Regions from separate parts of the Bombyx mori genome. Here region 2 is linked to region 1. Evidence: chromatin contacts called from public Hi-C data. All regions are on one chromosome and are shown on one strand. The core of a region is the stretch at or near the end of the contact, and the rest is flanking DNA. Distances in the headings are between cores, read along the strand shown. Region 1 holds the start of LOC101744757 (forkhead box protein K1). Region 2 overlaps LOC101744757 (forkhead box protein K1).

The links. Hi-C and Micro-C count contacts between places; a contact is called where the count stands out from the background.
Region 2: a Hi-C map of posterior silk gland shows a contact between it and region 1, with 3 times the contacts expected there. The contact joins the enhancer-like site here to the promoter of LOC101744757 in region 1. A contact is called at or near these places in 4 of 7 Hi-C or Micro-C datasets (posterior silk gland and whole pupa).

What each region holds. Positions count from the first base shown.
Region 1 is chr17:92,753-97,465 of ASM3026992v2, forward strand. It overlaps LOC101744757 (forkhead box protein K1), which reads left to right and starts at 1,869. Exons shown (of 8, transcript XM_038016762.2): 1 at 1,869-4,276. The coding sequence starts at 3,912. It overlaps LOC101744326 (GSK3B-interacting protein), which reads right to left and starts at 1,810. Exons shown (of 2, transcript XM_038016764.2): 1 at 1,787-1,810.
Region 2 is chr17:128,328-133,040 of ASM3026992v2, forward strand. It overlaps LOC101744757 (forkhead box protein K1), which reads left to right. Exons shown (of 8, transcript XM_038016762.2): 3 at 673-812; 4 at 2,243-2,529; 5 at 2,803-3,149; 6 at 3,789-3,885; 7 at 4,555-4,612; 8 at 4,678-4,713. The coding sequence ends at 4,707. Among protein-coding and RNA genes, the nearest start is that of LOC105841774, 15 kb to the right of the region's middle. Within about 2 kb of position 2,049, at least 5 of the 8 cell types and tissues checked have open chromatin away from gene starts, as enhancers often do.

The DNA.
Region 1 (4,713 bases), core at 619-3,118:
AGTAAAGGTATTGTCAACAAGGATGGTAAATTACACAACATCATCATCAGCCCTCAGACGTGCACTGCTGGGACATAGGCGTTTCCAATGTTCTTCACAATGGCCGGCCTGCACAATATCAATACACAAAACAATCGCCAATATTCCACATTAAATTTATACTTACCTTTATACTTGTTGCTACTCCTATTAAGTTTACTAGAATGCATGTTTTTTTAATTACTTTTTTTATTGCCCTTGTAGGCAGACAAACATACGGCCCACCTGATGGTGAGTGATTACCATGGCTCGTGGGCTTCCACAATGCCAGGGGCAGAGCCAAGCTGCTGCCTACCCCTAATGTTGCTCTCAAAACTTGATTTACCAGCTCTGTAGTAAAAATTTTCAGGCAGAGATATTTTATTACCACACAAGCTTGTAATTTTATACATTTTTAAAAAACATTACAACACAACTCAACCAAATAAATTATATTTTTAAAAAAGAAAAGAGAATTGATAACTTTTTATATAAAATTATGTCTAGGCTATGCCTACCGGTATTTATTTTATTCGTTCCACAGATAATGTATTGCATTATCACTATTAATTGAAAACCCCTCAAATACTGTAGCATCCATCATCATCATCATTTAATAAGCATCATTATGAAAAAAATGGGCTGGGTATTGGCAAGTAATATCCTGATTATGGAAAAAGCATTGAGGAATGCAAATGAAAAGATGGGAAGATAATTTATCAAAATTGATATAGCTCAAATTCGATATTGTTTAAAGTATTTGAAACATGAGAAATAATATAGTAATAGAGAATGCAAGATCAAACCATCAAAGTAGTTTTAATATTATGTAGTTTTTATATATAAAAAATATTAACATTAAAGCACGTGGGCACAAGTTGTGTGCAAATACATATTGTAAGACAGTCAGAGAATGAAGAGTAATGTTATCTATTTCAATATATTTTATAGCCATGCAACTTATTTATATAAATACAACCATTTTAGTACAGCATTTACAATAGCCATCTTTTTTTCTTCGTCTTCGAAAGTAGCCGAATATACGGTACACCTGACGGTAAAGTAAGTACAGCCCCTGATAAAAATTATTACTTACTTGAGTTGTATTATTCGGATTTAATTCACTTTTGTGAAAGCAGCCCTTAAAATTTATAGCAGGCCCATTACTACAACCAAAATATTTTTTATTTTCGTAGATATTTGATAATTTAAAACAGGTTGTTTTTCCTTTTCTGATTATTTTTGTATTTTATTACTTTTAAAGTTTTTTTTTTTTGGGATTTTATGATCTGATAACAGACCTTTAAGTCATGTTTCATTTTAATTTATATTCGTATTTTTATGAAAAATGATATATGAAGTGAAATGAAATGAAATAAAGATGATTAATTTGAGACATTAATCAGCTGGGATGAAATTAAATGAAATGAAATGAGATGATATGGGATGAAATATAATCTCAGTAAAATGGAGGTCATTTATTAAGATTTTTTTAGTGGACTTTTTGGAGGATCCCGAGAAGTTACGTCCAGCGGCTTTGTTTCATTTTCCCACATTTGTACACTTTCACAGATATTAAACAGTTAATAAACCACCATTATTACATATTTAAACCTGAAAAAACATTAAATAGACAAAGAACAAATCACATAACTTCACTCCTCGCGTTCCCGCCAAAAAATTACTATAGCTTTAAATTGGATAACAAGATACCCATAAGACTCAATCATTTTGATCCTGATATAGCATTTTAAACATCAACAACTACCTTAAAATTGTTCATCAAGTTGGAATTTGTCCCTAATCGCCCCATTTTACCGGTACTCGAAAATTTGTCAACAAATAAAACATATTGAGTTTATTGCCTATGATCAACAGTCTGTTTTTAAAAACAAAGCATAAGTAGGTTTATTAAAATACAATGGTACGTATATAGGTAGTATGTACAATGTACTGGATACATAGTAGTAGTACCGTACGGTAAATTGTTGTATGAAACCTACGGTACTACCATAGACCTATATAGGTCTATGGTAGAATAAAATTATCTATGACAGTGTCCACAGATGCTACGCATCACCACAGGCTAAGAAATTTCCAATGAATTTTAAATTATACGGATTCAGTAAAATGTTTATACATATATACGTAGGTAACTATTTTTAAATCAATTGGAATGTAACAAGAAAAGTAATCTTCCACAGTGTTGCTCCACATTTTTTTACTGCAAATATTTTTAGCCGGTCACTGAAATTGCCTAATGAAATTCGGTAGGCAGCGGCTTGGCTCTGCCCTTGGCATTGCTGAAGTCCATGGGCGACGGTAACCACTCACCATCAGGTGGGCCGTATGCTCGTCTGCCTACAAAGGCAATAAAAAAAATAAAAAAAAAATATTTTTGTATTGGTTGTAGCATAGTGTGAGATTAGATAATTTTATACAACAATATATTTAATTTCCAAGAAACTTTAAAAATGTAATGTTGTCATATTTTGATAAATGTAAACTTTTAAATTTTTAGTAGTCTCTGCATTACGCACAGCTCGTATTACAAAATAACTATAACCGATTTCCTTTTTATTCTGACATACAGTTGTGAAACTAAGCTTGTAACCTCATTTGAGCAGTCCTCTAGTCAGACGTATTTCTGTGCCGATAGATTGATTGGCTTCAACCTAGATCAAATGTCGTTATATACGAGCTGCTAAAATGCATCGTAGCAACTTGTCCATCTCCTCGAGCAGCATAATATAGCGGCACCCTTCTGCTGCATCAGGCGGGGACTACCCGTCCTCTTGAGGGACGGAAACCGTTCCAGCTCCAAATGGCTGAGAATCACACCCGCTGAGAAATTCTTTACAAGGAGGAGCCGTGTCTTTTGCGTGTAAAAAGATCACAAATACACGGAACTCGTTTCTACTAACGTGAAACGTACCGTGCAGCCGGATCTCCTCTTTTCCAAACGTCATGAGATCATTATGATGCAGGAGGCGACGCATGAGATACCATATCGATCTGGCGCTCCTACCGAATAGACTTCACATCACTATCAGAGTGTTATCAGCGTTGACTATTGCACATCTCACACGTTGAACAGCAACATTCAATAGAAAAATCAACAACAGTCATCTCACAGTCAGCCAGTTTCACAGATTTAATAGGTGTGTCCGAATCATCGCGCTCCTTGGTTCTAGGGTACAAACCTTCACCGTCTCTTAACACCTCTGCAGATTTTCATAGTGATTAAATAGATCCTGAATGGCTTTGTGACTGAAAATACATAGTGCTTTAATCATTATGAATTATAGGTCATAAAACTTAACAAAAAATATATTTTTTTCATAATAATCACTTTTTTCAATAAATATCGATTATTTTTAGGTTGCTATTTCTTTCAAGTATTTACCAAAGGGTTCCAGTACTGCGTGAAACGAAAATTTTAGTTCACTAAATTGTTGATTTGTTGTGTAGATGGCGCGATAAACTTGTAAACTCCTAAACTGCGTATGGTGCACTGACGTTTTTGGTTATTTTTGTTCTCACCTCGTGTTTACTTTTGCATCTAATTTCGGTTCAATTGCAAAAATTCAATTGTGCAATAACATAAAGATATATATCGCGTGAAAAGGATTCGACCTCGTTTATAACCGTATCGATCTGTAGATCTGGACGCAGTATATGTATACAGCCTTATCACGTGGTGGTGTGGTGGTTTATGTAATTCTTGTTTACCGCACAAACGGAAAGTTTGCGCATGTGCGTTTCTCAGTAACCTCAAAGTGTTGAGTACGGGTTCGGTACGTTCCGGACATCCGGGTGTAGTCGGTATTGTGATGTGTGGAGGCGCGAGCGGCACGCGAGCCGCGTGTGGATAGCGTCGTTAGAGCCCGGTCATGGCCCAGGCCCAGTTTACACGGAGCTCTGAGAGCGATGCTTGGGCGCTCCTGTCGCTCAAGTCGGCGCCCTCATCGCCATCAAAAGTGCAGTGGGCCCAGGAAACTGCGCCCGCTGCGATTGCGCGCCTCGAGGGTCGCGACTTCGAGTATCTGATCCGGCAGAAGCGCGTCATCATTGGGCGCAACTCAAGCCGTGGTCAGGTCGACGTCAACATGGGGCACTCAAGCTTTATCTCTCGTCGTCACCTCGAACTCATGTACGATCAGCCCGAGTTCTACCTCACCTGCAACAGTAAAAACGGTGTGCTCGTCGACGGCGTATTCCAGCGAAAAGGATCCCCGCCCATGTTACTGCCCAAGAGGTGAGTGCTGACCTTCTGTTCTCTACCAGATTTGCACTTGTATTGTTTGTAAACAAAACTATTTGTTTATACTCTACCCACCTGTTGTATTTTTAGTTATTGAAAATGTTGACACATGTGCCATTTATACAGCTATATAATATATTTATATAGCTTATCAAAACAAAAGGAAACGAAAAGTAGTTATGATAGATAGTGCTACATGTCACAGCAATTTTTCTTAGTGTTTTAAAAACAAATTTGTTATTTTAATGGCATCCTTTAGACTTTCGTTATGTTGTCCAAGTTTTTAGTTATATTGTAAATTACCAAGTATCATAATATTCTAGAGAAATCTAGTAAAAACTAGATACTAGAATCTACTAGAAAACCAATGAGATGTTTGGGAATAGTGATCTGGGACAAGTATAAACAAACATACTGTTATCAGATACTTG
Region 2 (4,713 bases), core at 799-3,298, 36 kb after region 1:
GATTACTATAACTCCGGAAGTGGATATAATTGAATTAAAACATCAATAAACATCATTCAATTTCTAAATTCAATCTAATCCAGAGCACGGTGGATACTATGGTCACCCTAGTCACTTTGGTCACTATAACTAACCAATAGAACAACAAAGCAGGGTACCCTTTAAATCTTAGCTTTCAATTATTTTGCCTGAGGTATTCAGCTTAGTGTATTATATATACATCGTACATAAACTGCGAAAGTATATGAATTGATTTCTGCTACTCCCACGCAGTAGCAGGGCGATACCACAGCTACTGGTCGGGAAGCAATTGGCTATTGGCTCGTGTTCCACTATAAATGGTATTTCCAATGGTGGACAGCTTTCTACGTAGATTAAAAATACATTTTAACAATAATAATAACAACATACTGAAATGGATTCTAACAACAGCTCGAATTAAATTTATACATTTAAATCTAACAACTTATTACGTTGACTTTCAACTTCTTGTTAAATGTATAATGTGTATGTAAATTTCCGTTGTTTGTAGCTGACGTCGGTGTCTCAAGTCATCTCCTGCTATCAAAAGTGTAATTAAAACAATAACCGTTACACTGGTGCACGTCCAGGATTGTGTCGTGGTGTGTTTCGTCGTGTGTCCACTAAGCAGTGCGTTTGTGTGCGTTGCAGGCACGATCAGTGCGGCGAACAGCTGCCCCACGTCCCCGCGCGGCGCGGGCTCCTCGGCGCGCCGCCACGCCGACCTGGGGCTGGTCGCGCACTGCGCCGCGCTGGCCGACCACGCGCGCCCCGACTCCAACGGGACCGCGGTCAGTGCACGCATCATACGATCGACAAACTTCCTTGACAAGCCGCATACCACAAGCCTAGGGGTAGAATAAAATTGCTCTGACGTCCTCATTGGATTTTAACTTCGTGTCTCAAATCAACGATGGAATTGTGAGCGGTCTTCGTAGTCTAAGGAATGAGATGATTCCGCAGGCAATTCATACAGTCACTACTTTACCAACTACTCTTAACGTAGTTCCATTACTGAAAAGGTACTTGAATAAGAGGAAGGAATTCAAATGCAATTATATGCAATATGAATACAATTATAATGCATTTACTGTCTACTTATATGTGATTTTGATTGTGGAAACATTTTTGGTTATTGTTTTAGCTATATATTTTTAAATATTATATGTTTGTATTGTACTGTTTGTTTCCCAAATAAATAAATAATAACATGCACATTACACAACTGAAATAATACCTATACCATACCCATATCATACCCATACCATACCCATACCATACCCATACCATACCCATACCATACCCATACCATACCCATACCATACCCATACCATACCCATACCATACCCGTACCATACCCATACCATACCCATACCATACCCATACCATACCCATACCATACCCATACCATACCCATACCATACCCATACCATACCCATACCATACCCATACCATACCCATACCATACCTATACCATACCCATACCATACCCATACCATACCCATACCATACCCATACCCATACCATACCCATACCCATACCCATACCCATACCCATACCCATACCCATACCCATACCCATACCCATACCCATACCCATACCATACCCATACCATACCCATACCATACCCATACCATACCCATACCATACCCATACCATACCCATACCATACCCATACCATACCCATACCATACCCATACCATACCCATACCATACCCATACCATACCCATACCATACCCATACCATACCCATACCATACCCATACCATACCATACCCATACCATACCCATACCATACCATACCATACCATACCATACCCATACCATACCCATACCATACCCATGCCATACCCATACCATACCCATACCATACCCATGCCATACCCATACCATACCCATACCATACCCATACCATACCCATACCATACCCATACCATAACCATACCCATACCAAACCCATACCATACCCATACCATACCCATACCTTACCATACCCATACCGATGCCTATACCCATACCTTATCATACCCATACCACACCATACTATACCATACCCATACCATATGCATACCATACCATTCCCATACCCATGTCGTGTGCAGCGCGGTTCCCAAATTAAAACTGTATTCTCGATTTTAATTCTGTAGTATGACGGAAGATGATTCTGTAGCTAGTTGTGGGTTTGTCAACATAAGCTCGTAATAAATAAATTACATTTCAGTCGTCATCGATGAGCGAGTCCGTGTACGGCGGCGTGCGTGACGTGCGTGACGTGCGCGACGTGCGTGACGTGCGTGACGTGCGTGACGTGCGCGAGCGGGACGCGCCAGACGACGTGAAGCCACCCTACAGCTACGCGCAGCTCATCGTCCAGGCCGTGGCCTCCGCGCACGACAAGCAGCTCACGCTCAGCGGCATCTACAGCTACATCACCAAGCACTACCCCTACTACCGCACCGCAGACAAGGGCTGGCAGAACTCCATCCGACATAATCTCTCGCTCAATAGGTGTGTGCTAACTAACATCCAGCTTTATCTGTGAATACTTACATACATATCTTGAGAGATCTAATATTAACGGGAAATCAGAAACAGTTGAGAACTAAAATGTCATCAATTAGCCTTATGTCAAATATCAGGAGATAATAGAAGCTCTTTTAGTTCTCATGTCGTTGAATAGTTTTGTGTAAAATTAACGGGGTTATTTGAAATTTTGAAAAACAGGTGTGTGAATGATCACTGGTGGCTGCCTCGTGCAATATTGTAACTTTGCATTTGCAGGTACTTCATCAAGGTGCCGCGCAGCCAGGAGGAGCCCGGCAAGGGGTCGTTCTGGCGCATCGAGCCCGCCTCCGAGATGAAGCTCATCGAGCTCGCGTTCCGGCCGCGGCGGCCGCGCGGCGTGCAGTTCCGCGCGCCCTTCGGCCTCGCCTCCCGCAGCGCGCCCGCCTCCCCCGCGCCCGCGCCCGCCTCCCCCTCCGCGTCCCCGCCCGCCGCCGCCGCGCACGCCGCGCTGGCGCGCCCCACCAGCGCGCCCGGCTCCCCGGGGGACGGCGGCGTGGGCGCGCTGCTGGTGGCCGGACACCACATCACCGTCGTCACCAACGGAGCCGGCGGCGAGCGGGAGGGTGACCACTTTGTATATTTGCGCGCGCCCAAACCCTCACTGCCCTTTGATTTAATTTATTGTCAAGTGACAGACAAAAATAAGAAATTGCTGTTGTAAATATTTTATATACACAATAGGGCTATTGCACTGTATGCGCGGTAACACAATTAATAATTAATGATGCGTGAGTGCAATGGCTCATACGCTCTTATGACGCATGTGTCTATGGCATAGACTGCGGGTTCACAGTTCATTGCACATTGCCAATTTGGTTTCAGTTGATCTTCATATAACAAGATAAATACGTTCTTACCGTATTGTATGAACCCGTGTTATATGACTAGAAATAGAGCAAAAAGGAGAGTAATTATTCTGAATGAAACATGCCTGTATGTATTTCTTTACCTAATAAACATAAAAAATAAGCAGGAAACATTATGTTATTCCCATACATTGTGTGTTTATAGAACTTAATGTAATTTTGTAAATAAATTTCAACAAAAATTTCTCTTCGTGCTGTCGAAGTACCGTGTTATGGGAAGGTTACTTGTATTCCACATCCCGTCCCGTCACGCCCCGCCCCGTCACGCTCCGCCCCGCCCCGCTGCGACCGCTCGCAGCGCAACATAAAGCTAACACGAGGACGTGTTCGTTACAGAGAAGTACGTGGTGGGCACGACGTCCGGCGGCAACCTGGTGTCCATCCAGGAAGAGGAACCCGCGCACCTGGTCATCCACCAGCACTCGCCCTACTAGTACGTAGCACCGCAGTTACATTCGCTATACACTGTTCGGCCGCTCCTGTCGTGCCCCGGGGCTGCACTCATTACGCTAAATACAAATTAAAACTTATCTACAATGCGTCTTTTTTTTTATAGCCCTTGTAGGCAGACGAGCGTACGGCCCACCTGATGATGAGTGGTTAAAATCGCCCATGGGCTTCAGCAATGCCAGGGGCAGAGCCAAGCCGCTGCCTACCGTAAACTATTATACCGACTACTACTACTACTACTACTACTATAATTTACACATTATTTAAATGTAATCTTTTTTTTTCATTACCGATTTTGTTTTACGGGCTGTAAAACGGGTGTACGCGCGTGTACCGGAGGGACGCCGCCCCGTAGGGAGGCCCAAGTACCGCTGGTCTGACGCTGTGGAAGGAAATTTACGTGAACTACAAGTGTCGGACTGGCAAGGTGTTGCGCAGCGGGATGAATGGCAAAGCTTATTGTCAGAGGCCAAGACCCACTTTTAGTTCATAGCGCCAGCGCAGTAGCAGTAGTAGTAGTAGACTTTTTTTAACACTGGCTAGGTTCGCATTTACGTACTAGCATATAATGTATCCTGCAATATTCGCAACACTGCTCACCTCGGGTGTCTTACTGTGGGCCCAGTGACGGTAACGTGTGCGTTTGTTCCAGCGCGGCGGACGGCGAGCTCGTCATACACGACACGCCGCCGCACAAGCGGAGCCGACAGGTACCTGCAGTCCATGGACCGCCAGCGACAACCCGGCGCCGCGCTGTACGCTCTGCTTGTTCCAGGTGGAGCTAGAGGACAGACGCGCGTATTGACGCTAG